Regions from separate parts of the Delphinus delphis genome. Here region 1 is linked to region 2. The links are chromatin contacts, called in public Hi-C maps. All regions are on one chromosome and are shown on one strand. The core of a region is the stretch at or near the end of the contact, and the rest is flanking DNA. Distances in the headings are between cores, read along the strand shown.

Region 1 (5,830 bases), core at 644-3,143, 210 kb after region 2:
CACCAGTTTTTCCACTAGTGTGCTTTTCTGTTCCCGGATTCTATACAGGATCCCACACTGCATTCAGTCATCACATTTCTTTCTGTCTGATCTGTGATAGCTTCTTGTTTCTTGTCTTTTTTTATGATGGTATATCAGGGTGGAAGGGGAGAAGCAAAAAGGGACAGAAAGGAGGTGAATAAACAACTTAGTCTAGGAAAATAGTTACCCCTATGTGTGTGTGTGTGTGTATGTGAGGGAGGTGGGGAGAGAAAAGAATTTTTGAAAGCAAACATTGTATGGTTTCATTGCACGGCAAGTTGCTAGTGATCTGGATGAGTGGAAACCATTTAGGAAAGGAACCCCATATATTGGCAGCATGTGGTCAAAGGACGTGGAAGAGTGAATAGATGTCTGTTAAATGAAGACATATGGGGCATTTTAAGGTCACTTACATGGAGCATCATTTTAAATGTATGAGTAACGCTTGGTACTGTGTTTTCACCCAGGTCTTTTCTTGCTTTAGATGACCTTGACAGCTTTGAAGAGTTCTGCTCAGATATTTTGTAGAATGCTCTTTAATTTGGGTTTGTCTGATGTTTTCCCCATGATTAGAGTAGGGTTGTGGGTTTTGGGGACAAATATTAGAGGTGAAATGTCCTCATCACATCATTTCTCAGGGTACATTATATCAACATGACATTGCTGGTGATGTTTACCGTGATCAGTTGGTTAAGGTGGTGTCTGCCAATTTTCTCCATTATGAAGGTACTATTTTTCCCTTTGCATATTCTATTCTTTGGAAGCAAGTCACTAAGTCCAGTCCACACTCAAGGCGGGTGGGGTGGTGGTGGTGGTGAAGCTTTACCTCCTAGTAGAAGTTATACACATATATTATGTGGAATTTTTCTGTAAGGAGGATTTGTCCCTTCTCCCCCATTTATTTGTTATAATCTAATACTGTGTTATTTTGTTGCTCAAATGTTTCCAGCTTTGGCTCTCCCTCCCTCCCTCCACTTTCTATCTTTTAGTGTATTGCTTTAATTTTCCAGATTAGTATGTATTTTCTTCATGATTAGAAACATATTGGTTATTTTCACTTTAATATTGGGAAAAAAAGGTATGACTTACTTTGATGTTCAATCAATTTCTGCTTCTCAACTACTTGGCAAGGCAGAGAGAGCAAAGAATACTTTCTTGCAGAAATAGGCATTTCAGTGAGTGTGAAAGGTAAGTAAAATGATAGCAATTGAAATGCACTTCAATAGTTTTCAAGGGTGTGAGTGTTTAGGTTCATTAAAAAGATTTTCAGGACAGAGGTTTCCATTTAGTCATTCAACAACACTGATTACACATCTTTGCGGTGGCACTGGGGAGACAAACATAAAAAAGGGGAGGGCCATGAGTTAGGCGGCCAGACTATGGGGGGCGGGGGGAGGCACAGAGAGTTTACATAACGTCCCCAAGTCTACACAAGTGGGGATGAGCTGGGATTGGAACCCACTCTAGCTTTATTACTTTAAATGCCACCCACACGAGGTGACTTTTGAAAAAGAAAGCGCTCCTCGCCCAGTACTAACTGGGTCTATCGCCACGTTCCCTTGCATTTTTCCCTTTTTGTTAGTATGTCTTTTAAGGACTTATAATTTCTCCCACATTTCCCCGTTTAACTTTCCCTTGAGTTGTACACATCGAAGCCGCTCACAACCCCAGAGTAGCAGTAATTTACTTCCTAGAAAGCGAAGGGTTTTGCAGAAACGCGCTGCTGACACGTCACCCGGGTACACCCCGCGACTGTACCAGCGGCAACAGGGCTGTTCCGAAATCGGACTTCTGAGTCCCGGGTAGAACCGCTTCCGGCGGCACCGGAAGCCCGCGGGGGACCATTTTTGAGACGGACTAGCCTACTGACAGTCCTCCCGGGTCCGGAAGGTGATCTTTGCCCTGCGTCAGAATTCCGGCGTCCTGGACCTTACGTAGGAGCTAAGTGAGTGGGGTCTCTTAGCCGTGTCGTTCCGGTTGGCGTGTATTGTTTGGCCTAAAGTGTTAGCGGCACAGATGACAAGCAATGCGCATTGCGCATTCGGGAGGCTTTCCATTGTGCACTTAATCCATACGTGATTGTTACTTTCGGCATAACGAAAGCGCTATCCAACCAGAAGCGGCCGGCTGCTTGCTCTCCCCGCGCGCCGCGGCAGGTGTCCTCCACACCCCGACCTCCCCTGTGCCCAAGGATTTTTGGGCTCGGGTTCCAGGCGAAGCCACCCTAGATCCGACATTCTACCGTGACTTCTTTTTACCTTTCAGATAACTCCCAAGGCTTCTAGCTGTTTCATTCAGACGTTTTCACCAGCGCAACTACATTATTTCCAACATCCTTTTTCAGGTTCCATGATAAGAATATACTAGCGGCGAAAGAACACCGAATTGGGAGTCAGAAAGCCTGGGTTCTAGTCCTGTCATTAACTAGCGGTATGACATTGGAGAAGGCTTTTTGACCTCTCTGGACTCCATTTTCCTTTTCTTTAAAATGAGGGGCTTGGAATAAGTAGCAAGTAAGGTTCCTTTTAGTTTTGGTATTTGGTTTATTGACCCCCAATGTGTTTTTCGAATCCCTGCGTCAGTGAAATAGTTGTGCTTTGGTTAATCTCCGTGTAGGACTTTTCCTCCCGTTGTATTAATCTGTGTCCTTGTTAAATCTGGTTTTAGAGTCATTAAAAAAATTTTTTTTTCCCTAAGGAATTCTGTGCTTCCTGAGCACCCTTTACTTCTGAGTTCAGGGAAATGTACCTAAATAAGATTCTTTAAATGTGCCATTCTTGAGGTGTTTAAGAATCATTATATTGGAACATTTTAAAGACAGTGGACCCCAAAGGAAGGGACTCTTGCTTATTAAACTTTGAATCAACAACCTCAGATGCAGTGCCTGGAAGATGGTGCTCATGAAATGTCTGCTGAGGAGAAAACTAGTACTTATGTTATTTTAGTTGCTCCTTCCCTTAAACACTGAAAAGCAAAGCTGTAGAAATGCAGTGTTGTGATCAGAAGAAATAGAAGACTCAAGGAGGAAAAGACTATACTACTGAGTTCTGAGCTACACTGTTGAGGTCTGTTGTGGTTTTCTCTCAGTAAACTCTTCTTTTGTCCCAAGAGTAATACTCAAAAGGCATTATTCAATAGGTATTTATTGGCATTATTCATTAGATATTTATTGGGTGCCTTCTTCCCACTCTAAAGCATCTTTTTTGGGGGGGTTAGGAAGAGGGGAAAATGTTAGGGTTGAAAGACAGTTCCAAGTAGAGGGAGCATATGCAAAGTTTCAAAGATTAGAAGACGTTGGAGATTACAGGTGAGACAGAATAACAAAAATTTGGGAGATAGGAGTGAGGGAACTATAAGAGCGTAAGAGATGGAGTGAGAGATTAACAGAAGGCAGATAATGAGTCCTTATATAGCATGTTGTTTTTTTTGTTTTTTTTGTTTTTTTTTACGGTACGCAGACCTCTCACTGCTGTGGCCTCTCCCGTTGCGGAGCACAGGCTCCGGACGCGCAGGCTCAGCGGCCATGGCTCACGGGCCCAGCCGCTCCGCGGCATGTGGGATCTTCCCGGACCAGGGCACGAACCCGTGTCCCCTGCATTGGCAGGCGGACTCTCAACCACTGCGCCACCAGGGAAGCCCTATAGCATGTTTTGAAGTTGTACATTAAACTAGGGATAATCTCCCCCCATCCTCCCAAAGAATGTTTGGCAAAGAGTTGATGAGTGCAAATTTGCATTTAAAAAAAAAATGACTGTAGTTGTGATTTGGTTAGTTGATGTTTCAGGAGTGAAAAAAGAACCCTTATAAGTTTGTTATTGTATTTCAGTGTTATTATGGTAGGAACATTAACAATAGTTCTAGTTAATATCTAGAGAGTACTTAGTACGGAATTCCATCTCTCTGGACTGTGAGCTCTTTCAGGGCAAGAACCCAGTTTTACTCATTGTTGTAACTCTAGCACAGTGTTTTGTGTGTAGTAGATATCCAATTAATATTTACTAACTTGATTTCAATATTAACCAAAATAGTATTTGAAAACTTTTTTCCTAGGAGAAACATGAACCAGAAGATACTTAAGTTGGAGAACTTGCTACGATTTCACACTATTTGTAGGCAGCTGCACAGCCTGTATCAAAGAAGAATGTTGGCACAGTGGAGGCACGTGTTTTCATCTGCTTACCTGGTGTGGACAGCTCAGCTGTACCCCCAGCCCTGGCAGACACATGCGCTCATCAGGACCGCTTTATCTCAACATAGGCTTCTGGTGACAAAGAAGGTAGTTCTAGATTTCTCTGAGTTTCTCTGTTATTTGATCTGAGATAAAAGTGCCTAGAGCCATGAGTAGAAATCCATTTTGAGTATTTTGTCATTTTTGAAATCTTTATGCCTTAATGCTACGTTCCAGGCAATAAATCTTTGTGAAGAAGGGAGGCTCTAGTTAGTTGTTTAGTAATGTTGATTAATTTGCTTATTTATATCAGTGTATAACAGTGAATTAAGGAATCAGGATTTTAAATTTTAGTCTAAGGTTTAACAATTTATGGGAGTGTTGGTAGAAATAGGAGCCCTGACTGTGGTAGATATTCCAGAATAAATCTCAAAGTTTTTTCTTCCTTCTTTATGTGTTCTGAATATTTAATAGGAAAAAAAATCGCAGAAATCTCAGCTATCTTCAACAAAATCTAAAAAGGAGGTGGAGGTATGGATTGGAATGACTGTTGAGGAGCTGGCCAGAGCAATGGAAAAAGACATAGGTGAGCCAGATAATTTTATAAGGAAAAATATGGAAACGTGGAATACCTGGTATTTTATTTGCAGTGAGATTAAGGCATTCAAGGATGAAAATTAGACTAGTGGTTTAAAAAGATGTTAAGTAATTCCAATATTTTTCACTTTAGATGACAAATCCTAATTAGTTTCTTGGCTCTTTACCAAATCTAGTTTTCTAAGATTTTGCTTTTAATAAAAGTGGAAAAGATTTTTTTAATTTGAACTAACCTTTCTTGCTCAGAAATCTCGTGGGCTATTAGAATAAGTCCAAAGAATGCTTTTGGACTGAGGGACCGTATTTATACTCATTTACTTTACTTTTGTTTCTCTATAATTCTCTAATTGCACTCATTTTGACAATTTCTGTAGTGTAGTGCCAGCAGAAAAATATTTGTAGTAATAACTACGACATTTTTTTTCCTTAATAAATTTATTTATTTATTTTTGGCTGAGTCGGGTGTTTGTTGCTGCTCGTGGGCTTTCTCTAGTTGCAGCGAGCGGGGGCTGCTCTTCGTTGCGGTGCGTGGGCTTCTCATTGCGGTGGCTTCTCTTGTTGCAGAGCACGGGTGCTAGGCACACGGGCTTCAGTAGTTGTGGCACGCGGGCTCAGAAGTTGTGGCTCGCGGGCTCTAGAGCACAGGCTCTGTAGTTGTGGCGCATGGGCTTAGTTGCTCTGTGGCATGTGGGATCTTCCCGGACCAGGGATCGAACCCGTGTCCCCTGCATCGGCAGGCGGATTCTTATCCACTGCACCACCAGGGAAGTCCATAACTACAACTTTTCATAATACCATTTTTATTAGAAATTCAATAAAAATTGTAATTGGCCCACTGTATCCAAGGGTTCTGCATCCGTGGATTCTACCAACCGTGAATCAGAAATATTAAAAAAAAGAAAAAAAATCCAGAAAGTTCCAGAAAGCAAAACTTGAATTTGTCATGCATCAGCAACTGTTTCTATAACATTACATTGTATTAGTTATTGTAAGTAGTCTAAAGATGATTTAAAAAATATGTGGGTGGATGTGTGTAGGTTATAT
Region 2 (5,763 bases), core at 779-3,278:
ACACTGGGCATACATGCAATGTAGCAGCTACTAAAGCTGTTTTCAGTTAATTTTGAAGCCAGATTACTACATTACATGTTTATAAGGCTGAGGATTACTGTTTCCCTGTAAAATTACACAATCAGGTGTGTTACAACTGAGATGCAGCCACTTTTGACATCTGGGGATAAAAGGAACGATGCTTTATTTTTTTTTTTTTTTCCATTTCAGCATTTAGTTTCATTCAGTAGGGTAAATGGAATCAAAAGGTGACATAATTTCCTTTTTCTCCTAAAGGAGGTCAGAATACCACCACATGCTTCATAAGTCTCATAATAGCATTTTAAATTCTTAAAAAGAGCAGAAATAAAAGTTATTTTGAACTTATTTTAAAAATTACCTGTAAGAACAATACTTAATAAATACTATTTGAATTTTGCTCATGGCAATGAGAATGTAATGAAAAGATTCAGTGGTCAAAGTAAATTTCCTCTTTACCGGCTTCATGGAAACTTAGGGCTGAAAGGACTCTTAAAAGATCATCCAGGATAACCAACCATTTGATAGTTGAATTCCCCTCTATAAAAACTCCATTAAGTTGTTGTCAGATTCATTCAAACACTGCTAGTGGCTGGGGAACTCATTACCTCCTGAGGCAGGCTAATTTATCTGGGATACTCTCTGTTATGAAGTACTTCCTTCACAGAAATTTGTTCCCCTCTAGCTTGTACCCACTGACCCTAGCTCTATCTCACTGAAGCTTACAAAAACAAGTCTAATCCCTCCAACATAAGACAGATGTTCAAACGATTAATGGATATGACTACCCTTAAAGTCTTGGCCAGCTAAACAACTGCAACAACAGCCTGGAATTATTCATATGACATCGTTTGTGGTTCCTTTTCCATGAATGGGCTCCAATTTGTCTCTAAGAACTGAATGCAGGACTCCAAAGCGTGAACTGATCAGAACCTAGAGGTATCCTTTCCTCACAGGAAATGTTATGACACGGTTACATAACTCATTTGTTGTAAGATACCCTCCATTTTTGGTATAACCGAGAGTCAGAGAACTCAAAAAAGGGAATACACGCCACCGAGATCACCGGCTCTGGGCCTGCTGGAGTAATCACACGCCCCTCGCCCACCCACTTTTCGGTCAACTGTTGGGATCAGAAGGAACTCAGAAGCAAACTGACGTCTCCCCTCCCAAGTCACTGGGGAAGTTGTCGAAGAAACCCACACAAACAGTGCACCTGCCCAGGGCAGAAAGGTGCAGGATGGGGTGAGAGACCCAACATAGGATTAAAGTCTGATGTTTTTCGGATGTGTGCTTGGGCCCAGGGGGAAAGGTATCTCGGTCCTCGTTTTCATTTCCGTGAAGGAAAGGACCGGCGCAGTGACAGCAACACATCCTAAAATCCAGCTCTAAACCTGGCAGACAGGAGTGGAGACCGGGGAGATGAAAGGCAGTTTGTGGAGAGGCTGTTGGTGTGAGAGACGTGAGAAAGGATTGACGATTCGGGATCTGAATTTTACCTTCACATTTCTGCTCCACAAAGTCCAAGATGGGGATGGACCAGTCCGGGCCCCTCAGAAACCCCGCGATGCTCTCCACTACCCATTCCACCTCGTCCTCTTCTTCCGCAGCCATTCCGCCCTCGAGGGCCGCCGCGGAAGCCTAGGCCAGACCCCCGGAGCCTGGAAGGCCTTTCGGCCGCAGGGAACCGAGAGGAAATGGGAAGACAAGTTGCCCCCGCAGTCTCGCAGTCACCTGGATGAAAGCTACAAACCAGTTAACGTAAAACGGTCGCTATGGCAACCCGCGTAGCCGCCCCTAGAAGCCGCCCGGAAGTGAAGCCAGCTTCCGCGGAGCTAGCGCGTCCTGGAGAGAGGTATTTGAAGAACTCTTCCGATTGGCTGGAAAGGAACAGTATTGAGTCGAAAGGTAGCCTTCAGCCCATTGGCCCGGAGCTGCTGGGGCAGAGAGCAGGAGTGTAGCCATTGGCTGGAAGTCCTGGAAAGAATCTCAGCGTTCCCTCTAGATAAATGCGTGAGACCAAGGCTTAGAAATGGCGCTGGGAAGGCGAATCGCACCTGGACTATGACTGAAAATTTTAAAGGCTTCAGTACACGGTTGTATCCCCACCACTCAGTCCCGAACATTTTCAGACCCGCTGGCCCAGAAACGTTTGCAATTAAAAGGTTGTTTGAAAATACAAACCTGAGCAAAATAGCTCTGTAAGACTTGCTGATTCGCTCTGCAGTCAGTTTGCATCCTGTAGCAGAAGGCGGGCCTTTAAACTTTCCTGCGCAGATAGAAATAACTAGAATTGACCTTTTCAAGAGCAAAATCAAAGTAAATGTTCCTTTAAATAAATGTCTAGGTAACCAACCCTTTTGTTAAGTAACACCAACTCTACTTTTAGATTGGGGTTATTTGTGGAATGGGTCTTCAAAGGTCATTGTCAGGGTACTTGGCATCCCAAAATATTTTCAAACAACCTTATATGTATTTACATAAATGGGATCATATTGTATGTACAGTTATGAAACTGTTCACTTAATATTTGGTCATCTTTTCATATAAACATAAAACTATCATTTCTGTATAGCTTCATGGTATTCAATAAAATACCGTTTCGTTATTTTTATTTCTTGTATATACACACAGTATCTTACTTGGATGCATAGATGTCATTAGTGTGCAGGGTTTTTTTTCCCTCCGTGGTGTGGATATACCATGCCATTTTTCCCTTCTACAAACTGCTAAAATGAACATCTGTGTGTCTCTAAGAACTGTTGGTTTATTGACTATTCCAAAGGATAGATTCTACCAGATTTGCTAAATGAAAGACTATATATACTTTGATTTGTGTGACCAATTCTCAATAGCTAGGTTAAGTTACTTCGATTTCTCAAATTTATAAACAATTCTGTAATGAACATACTTGCACATGTTTTTCAACTCTAGTCTCATTATTTACTTTGAATAAATTCCCAAAGGAAAGATTACCGAACCTATTTTTAAAAGCCTTTTTGAAAAATATCTTTACCAATCCACTAGGTTAAAGATGATACATAGTTTTAATTTGCATTTTTAAATTTGAATTTGAGCTTTATTTCATATTGATTAGCCTTTGTGTTTCTTTCTATGTTACTTTTTCATACCTTTTGACCATTTCTTCTTGGGATTTATTTTTCTTATTGATTTGAAAGAGCTTTTTATACATTAGTATAAGAATTTTAACTCTGTCACATGTTGCAGTGACATGTTTGTAATTTGTCTTTTAGTTCACTGTGTCTTTTGCCATATAGAAGTTTTACATTTTTTATGTAAATGATAGCCGATAAGTTATCTTCCTTAGTGGATAGCCATGCTCCAGGTACCACTTACTGGAAATGGGTGTGGTAAGTGTGGGGGGTTTTGAGTTACTGAGAAGAGGTAAAAGGAGAGAAGGACATCATCATTTTGGAGCTAAAATATTGTGACACCAGAAGGGGATTACTGTGGCTTCTTGTTCTCCTTTTCTGTCTTCTAAACCAGCTTAAAAGAGAAATACTCCTTTTCTGCCAGTTTCCTTTCTTCATAAGGAAATTACTTGTCAGGTTTCTAATGAGCGTGAAGGCCACCAAGTGCTATCCAACTGCACTCAGCATTACCTGGCCTTAGGGTCTTTATCTTTAGTCTCTTGGGAGTGCTTTCCAATTCCACTGGAAGCAGATAATAACTGGAATGCACAAGCTCTTCTTCCGTTTATTTTCTCAGCATCATTCTTCAATGTGGCCAATGTGAATTCCCTCAGGCCTGCAAGTTTTCTCATTTATTTCAAAACATTGAATTATTTCAATTTTCTCCTCAAATGAAAGGATTTTCTTTTTATTCAGTACTTGGGACCTTTATAAGAAGGATTCTCATACAGATTTAATATAATATATTCAATATGCTTATTATGAAATAAACACAAACTCAAAAGAACAGTGCACACACTCTTAGGGCAATGCATGTGGGATGCTCTGGAGGAAGAATAAGAAAACAAGGTGGGTGTGCGTTGTGCATTTTACCATATAGCACTTTGTTCAGCCAGGTAGTGTTTTTCATGTTTTGCAGTGCTACAAAGCATGGTCCTCTCTTGAAAAATCACAACTTCTCATTTTGACCACTTTAGCTGCTATGTATGAACAAATGTTCACATTGAAGTTGTTTGTTGTAACAGAAAAGACTGAAATAGATAACATACATACCCATGTAAGCATACACACACACACACATATCTACAGTACTTTTACCATGGTGTTGATAAGAGGTTAATTAGAGAACACATAAAAATTACTTGGGACCATGCTTGGTAAGTTAGTAAATGCTCAATACATGTTAGCTATTATTATATGTAATTTAGATTCTTTTTTAACAGCTTGCATTCTCTTTATTTTGTCTCTCTTCACTGACAAGTCAGTTACGTTCTTTACTGCATTCCTACTGAAATCTCTTGCTTCTCCCCATCCCTGTATGGGAACTGGATCTCTGCCTTACTAAAGGGTTATAAAGTTCAGTCTTAACAAGATAATTACATTCCTCCAGATTTTTCAGGGACCACGTGAATAGCAACTACTTACATTTGTGTAGTAGTTCATAGTTTACAAAGAAATTTACATGTTTGACTCAGGACAACCTTAAGAGCTAAGTAAAGATGCTATTAAGATTTCCCCCATCTTACGGATGATGTGTATTAGTTTGCTAGGACGGCTGTAGCAAAGTACCACAGACTGGGTGGCTTTGTCAAAGGCTAAGAAATAGTCAAAGTAAAACCAGTGAATCACCAAAGTAGTAATTAGTTAAAGTTTATTGTACACACATCAAAAAGACAATTTGCAGACCAGGAGCTCTTAAACCAAAACATGGAATGAGGCTCAGGGGTATATTATTATAAAGCAGCTTATGTAATGAGAAAGCAGTGACCGTTTATTCTTTACAATGATTGGTTATAATATTAGAATTTTCTTAAACAATAGGGAATTTGTCAGTGATTACCTGATATCAACCTTGGGGAACAGTTCAAGTTTCACTTATGATTTCCAGAGGCATAAACAAGAAATGACCCAGGTCAAGTAGGTCTCACACAACAAACTAAATTAAGCCTTGTTTGTATGACAACTCTTTTTATTAGCTAAGGGAATTTTCAAAGCCAGTCTCCCTTTGTTTCTGATTTTAATAGCTTGAGCAACAGAATTTTATTTTCTCATAGTTCTGGAGACTAGAAGGCTGACTTCAAGGTGTCAGGGGGTTTGGTTTCTTCTAAGGCCTCTCTTCCTGGTGTCTAGATGCTGCCTTCTCACTGTGTTCACATGGTCTTCCCTCTTTACCTGTCTGTGTCCAAATTTCCTCCTCTTATAAGGACATCAGTTGAAGGGGATCAGAATGTGACACCCTAAAATATGCCACTTTGGCATATTGGTTATTTTGAGCTGAAGGCAGCTGAGAAACAGCAGATGCAGAAATAGCTCTCTGCTCTCCTCCATCTGCATAAAACAGGACATAAATTTCCCATGAGAAACCTACTTACTTTCCCTGTACCAGGCAGAGGCGAGGAGAACATTCATCACTGGAGACGAGGAGTCAATTCTGGGATGAGTCTGCATAAACAGACTCTACTAAAATAACCCTTGTCTTCCATTCAAAGATATCTTAACCACTCCTTCCCCATGTATTTACAAGTCACTTCCGCACAATTTGTCAGCCCTAGAAGCCCAAGTCCTCTTTCCTTTGTCTAGTCACTTCTCCACA

What was found. A called contact is a pair of places that touch in the nucleus more often than the background predicts.
Region 1: a contact with region 2 is called in a Hi-C map of lung, with 6 times the contacts expected there. The contact joins the promoter of MTIF2 here to the promoter of CCDC88A in region 2. A contact is called at or near these places in 2 of 3 Hi-C or Micro-C datasets (lung and muscle).

Annotation. Positions count from the first base shown.
Region 1 is chr12:44,083,820-44,089,649 of mDelDel1.2, forward strand. It overlaps MTIF2 (mitochondrial translational initiation factor 2), which reads left to right and starts at 1,894. Exons shown (of 14, transcript XM_060026596.1): 1 at 1,894-1,966; 2 at 4,072-4,297; 3 at 4,664-4,775. The coding sequence starts at 4,079.
Region 2 is chr12:43,868,942-43,874,704 of mDelDel1.2, forward strand. It overlaps CCDC88A (coiled-coil domain containing 88A), which reads left to right and starts at 2,029. Exons shown (of 32, transcript XM_060026582.1): 1 at 2,029-2,114. It overlaps CFAP36 (cilia and flagella associated protein 36), which reads right to left and starts at 1,792. Exons shown (of 10, transcript XM_060026579.1): 1 at 1,518-1,792. The coding sequence starts at 1,632.